2 separate regions of the Mus musculus genome follow, and region 1 is linked to region 2. Evidence: chromatin contacts called from public Hi-C data. All regions are on one chromosome and are shown on one strand. Each heading gives the region's core, a stretch centred on a gene start, on an enhancer-like site or on the middle of the called end of the contact. The rest is flanking DNA. Distances are from core to core; before and after follow the strand shown. Region 1 holds the start of Pou2af1 (POU domain, class 2, associating factor 1). Region 2 holds the start of Zw10 (zw10 kinetochore protein).

What was found. A called contact is a pair of places that touch in the nucleus more often than the background predicts.
Region 1: a contact with region 2 is called in a Hi-C map of B cells, with 5 read pairs. The contact joins the promoter of Pou2af1 here to the promoter of Zw10 in region 2. A contact is called at or near these places in 1 of 39 promoter capture datasets (pre-B cells) and 1 of 484 Hi-C or Micro-C datasets (B cells).

What each region holds. Positions count from the first base shown.
Region 1 is chr9:51,212,422-51,215,121 of GRCm38.p6, reverse strand. It overlaps Pou2af1 (POU domain, class 2, associating factor 1), which reads right to left and starts at 1,432. Exons shown (of 5, transcript NM_011136.2): 1 at 1,321-1,432. The coding sequence starts at 1,336.
Region 2 is chr9:49,054,195-49,056,894 of GRCm38.p6, reverse strand. It overlaps Zw10 (zw10 kinetochore protein), which reads right to left and starts at 1,314. Exons shown (of 16, transcript NM_012039.2): 1 at 1,108-1,314. The coding sequence starts at 1,212.

The DNA.
Region 1 (2,700 bases), core at 183-2,682, 2.2 Mb before region 2:
AAAACTCAAGTGATTTCACTTGAAGCAAGAGGGCATATTGGCACTTTGAAGGACATTAAAATCCATGTTCCTACAATCTCATAGTATTTACAATGGTGTTGGCTGCCACTCCGCTTCCAGAAAGATAAGGTTTTGCTCTGGTCACCTTTTTGGATGAGTTCTAAGCTACCCAAACTAGAATCTGTGGTCAGAAATCTCAAGTCCAAATCAAAGTTCATTTATTTTTATTTAAACAAAAAAGTCTTGCCCATATCAACAATGGGGTTAGTAAACTGAGGCACGTTGGGATTGCTTCTCTGAGTCACAGATGAAAAGAGTCAATTTCAAAGAATTTGGGAATAGGTGGGTGATAAGGGGACTATGTCACACTCTAATCAATGGAACACTATTGTCAGATTACTTTTTATAAGTAAAACCACGATTTCTTTTTCTTCTAATCTGGATTATCACATAAATTTGATTGAGGAATGCTATGCCTAAACCAATAAAAGATGTTTTATGGAATTAAACATCTTACAAAGAAAGATAGGGAAATTATAGCTCTTTGCTTGAGGAAGTACAGTCCTGAGCCTTAATAAGGTTCCCCTTTTGCAAGACTCTTGAGTTGACTTTATTTGCCTCGTGAAAGGAATGTTGTAAAGAATGTCTATATAGCCTCCGTTATCGATAACACAAGATTTTTTTCAATCCACAGAATGGAAAATACAGTTCATGGTTTGTTCCATTCAAGTCCAGGGATTAAAAATCAAGGTCAAAGATAAACAGTTTTTTTTTTGCAGTGGAACACAAAACCAACCATTGCCACAGAATAAGGAAGAAAGTGAAAAGAGGAGAGAGAGAGAGAGAGAGAGAGAGAGAGAGAGAGAGAGGTTTCATAAGACTGAGTTTCCACCCCATCCCTACACATCTACAGGAGGGAACCAACTCTGGCAGAATTCAGCTAGAAGTGGGCCAACAAAACTCAATAACAACCTGCAGAACTGGGGTCCATGAAAGGAAAGGTCCTCACGTGAAGAACGGCTCCTAACCCATATCATATGTGGTTTCCGTCTCATGAATCATAATCTGCCCTTCTGTCACCTCAGTGATTCATGCACAGAATCGGAGATGCAATGAGCTGTCCCCACCTTGGGACACTGGTTCATTCCCCCAGGTTGGAAAATGAGCATCATCTCCAACAGGCTCCATCTCACCCACCTCAGCCCTCCATGCCCCCGAGGCCCTGACGAGACTGGGTGCTCCCATCACCAACAGTAGCTCTCTATTCCTGGACCCTGCCTCTGCTTACTTGGCTCTGACAGCCACAAGCAAAGCACTTACATTTTTGCCAGAGCATGGCTTGTGACAGGATGTTGCCTTTTCTCTTTGAAGCAGACAGTTTGGCTTCTTTAATGTGACTGGGCGTGCTTTCCTCCCGTGGAACCACCGTTTACTCTGAGGCTGTTTCTTCAGCTTTTTAAAGGCCCGAGTTCCCGCTGAGAGGGGCCACGTCATCACATCCTCCTACCTCAGGCAGAGCTGTACTTTTTTTTCTTCAGCAACACCGCCTGTCAACCCACTGTGTGCACCCCCAAGGCCCCCACTGGCTGGAGAGTGCTTGAGACACAGGGCCAGCCAATTGGGACTAACCACCATACAGCACAGGAGGCCAAGGCCATTTGCACACAGCCACGGTGTTATGCCACATAGGAGGAGCATGAGAGTCTGTATGAACGCAAAAGGGTGGACCATGAGGTCAAGGATCAGCGCTCCTTGAGCGATGAGGGGTCCAAAGGATAATACAGACAACACCGAGCTTTCTCTGGCACTCACATACAGTTCCACACTATCAGGCCATTTACAGGACTGACCTTACCATTGGTCCCAGCTCGACGGGAAATGCGATTCCCAGGGGTCACTATTCTCACCATGGGAGGAAACACCTGCCCTCTCTTCAAGCCTCACTAACCAGCCTCCTCGTTCTCGGTGTTGCTTTTCTGTTTATTCCACTTTAAAATGTAACGGCTCCTCCCCTGGCCCCAGTCCCTGGCAAAATGGCGGCATGTAATATTGTTTAAATATAGGGGTCCCTGTTTCAGACGGTTGGTTATGTACACAGAAAGGGGGAACCGACTCGCTCAAAGAAGAAACAGAGACACTCAGGCTTCTTAACTGAAGCTGATTTCCCAAAGGTGACTTAATGGATTTAGGAGTACCAGCTTATCATAATCCTAGGACCCCAACACGGCTAATGGAAAGCCTCTCAAAGAAAGAGTAATGGATTCCCCATCCGCAGTACATACAGTATGGGGCTACATTCTGCCACTGTGTGTCTGAAACAGACTCATAGGCTCCATTCCAGTGACCCAGTTACTCTCAGGTCAAGATCATATGGTTATACCCCCGGGGTAGTCCAGAGTCCTTGCTGGTTTGCCTTCCATGGTGCCTCAGAGTGATCTAATGCATTCTGGGTCTGATCCTTCATTCTCCAGTGTTAAAAGCCTTGCCCTAAAGGACTACAGCTCAGTAAGGTAGCACTTGACTGGAATGGGTAAGCCTGAGGTTCACACTCCAGTACCACCCTTTAGCCACAGAGCTGAGACACTAAAGCCTTTCACAGTGAGCCAGTTGCAAGCTCTTTTTTTTTTTTTTTTTTTTTTTTTGGTTCCGAAACAGGGTTTCTCTGTGTAGCCCTGGCTGTCCTGGAACTCACTCTGTAGA
Region 2 (2,700 bases), core at 65-2,564:
ACAAAAGAGAAGACTCAGGAGAAAAGTCAGGCATTTGTTTTATGCAGGAGGCTACAACTGAGATGGAAGAGGTGTGTGTGTGTGTATGTGTGTGTGTGTGTGTGTGTGTAGAAATACATTTAAAGTGGTAAAAAGCTGGAGGTGCAAGGACTATGCCTGCTTGAGGCACAGAAAGTAGTTCTCAGTTGACTGAAGATTCAAACTTATGTATGAAACAAATACTAGTGCAATGTCCTCATCCTAGATCATTAAAAAACAAAAAACCGTAAGCCACACTACAGAAATGCCAGTGGCATGAATACATAAAATTAAGAACTCTAACATCAAAAATTGTTAGGAGCGGGTGGGATGGTGGAGACCTTCCATTTCAGCACTCGGGAGGCAGAGGCAGGCGAATTTCTGTGAGTTCGACACCAGCCAGTTCTACAAAGCTTGAATCCAGGACAACGAGGGCTATTACACGGAGAAACCCTGTCTAGGAAAAAAAAAAGAAAAGAAAAGAAAGAAAGAAAAAAAGAAGAAGAAGAAAGTTGTTAGGTAGCGCCTACCAAGTCCAGACTTAGTGAGGTACACGTCATTTTCAAAGAAAGCCACTGAAGACCTGGCTTGCCAGGTAGCACTAATACGAAGTAAAACTATGGCTGTGAGTTGCATATTCATGCCGGTACCAGCTCATCAGCCCTCAGCATGCCTCAAGTTCCGTGCGTGAAGTAATACTTTTATAAACATATTCAACCAGTTAAAAGAAAATCCGAGGAGAACGACGCGACTTTCCTAGAATTATTACATCCATCCATAAATGAAGGAGTGGGTAGAGATGACAGATAGGGCGGCTGTCCTGTCCTAAGTGGACATCCGGGCTTCCAGTCCCACCTCCGGCTCCGCAGGTTTCTTCAGTCTTCTCCATCAGCGGCTCACTTTTGCCCAACTTGGCCCCACTCCCCACCACTAAACAGCCACGGCCTTTCCTCCTCACAATCCCAGGCCCTGGTCTCCAACCGCTCTGCGGCCGTGCTCCAAACAGCCCCCCAACACTTCTGAGCCTCCAACTCAGGAGGCTCCGCACCCGGCTCTCCCCAGCGGCAGCAGCCTGTGGCCCGCCCTCACCTTGATCTCCTCCACCCGCCGGGTCAGGCGGCTGATCCTGGTGCCCAGATCCTCCTTCTCCAGGCTCCCCGAGTGGGCCAAGACTTCTGTCACGAAAGAGGCCATCGCCACGAAGCGTACCCACACAAACAGGATAGGTCAACCCCGCTGCCAGCGCCGCAGCTCCGGTCCCGCCAGCGGCCTCACCGCAGGGCCTGCCGGGAAACTGAGTTCTACGGGGTCCGGCGCTCGCGCACAGGAGAGGGTCACACTACAGTTCCCAGGAGGCCTCGCGCCGTCAGGCGTCCGCTGTTTCAGTGGCGTCTAGAAGGCACCAAAGTGCGCAGGCGTCATCTGCTCCCTACAGGTTTTCAAACGCCAGTCTGTTCCCGCCGGTTTTTTTCTTCTTGTATTTTGGGTAGGGTTGGGTTGGTTTCGCTAGAAACTGCGGAATGTTTCAGGTAATAATCCTTTATGGCCCTCCCTATACTCAGTAATCTCAGGTTTTCCTGTGAGATTATCTAGCTCGATACTTACAGAATCATCTCGATCTTTTTTGTTATTCATTCATTGGGCTCAGCAGCTAAGTCTACCCGAATTTTGCCCTCTGGAATTGTGCGAGAGAGTGACATAAGTGAAAGGATCCCCACAATTGCACCTTTCTAATAGTGTTTGTTAATAGTGCCTCATATTAAGTATATTGATACATGGATATGGTACAAATTTATACTTAGTGTAACGGTCCTGTAAGTGCTACAGACATTCTTTTATAAAACCTTCTTTCTAAGATACGTATGAATGTTTTGGCTGTGTCCATGGAAGTCAGAAGCAGGCAAGTAAGTCCAGTCCCTGAAACTGGACTTACAGATGACATGAGCCACCATGTGGATGCTGGGAATTGAGTCCTGGTCCTGAGTAAGGGCAACGAGTGCTTCTAGCCACCGGGCAATCCCCTAGAACAAGATTCTTATCACTTCCTATCAGAGATTACAAATAAATTTCACCAAAGGCTTTTTATCGTTGTTTAATTTTAAAGTTTTCAGTGATTTTTTTGGCTCTGTTTTGAGACGTGGTTTCTGTAGCCCTGGAAGGCATCAAATTCATAGCTATCTTCCTGCCTCAGCCTCCTGTATACAGGAATTATACACTTATTCCACTATGTCCAGCTAGCCATAGCTTTTTAGAACTATTTCATTGTTGAAGGTCAAAAGAGTGTTCCGCGAAGATGAGATCACTCGTTCACTTTGCAAAACAGGCTGACCTGAAAGACAGCCACTGGGCATTATTACCAACGTGACACTCTTTGTAGGAGAGGGATGCGTGCTGTAAGAGCATCCTTGTCCCCTTTATACACTTTTTGTTACTTGACCAGCAGAGCAAGCAAGTGTTTTACATAGCCAAATGGAATGCCATTAGTGCAGCAATACCATAAAGTATAAAATTAACAGAGACAAGGGTGCAGATACAGGTAATTCAATCAGTAGGGATTTAGAACAGATGTTATCTGTCTCCAGCATCCTTCCTGGAGCAGGCAATAAAACCAATAAACAAGATGTTTATTATACAAATGTCATCTTTTCTCTTGCTAATTTACCCTTTGTCCTTTTTTATCGT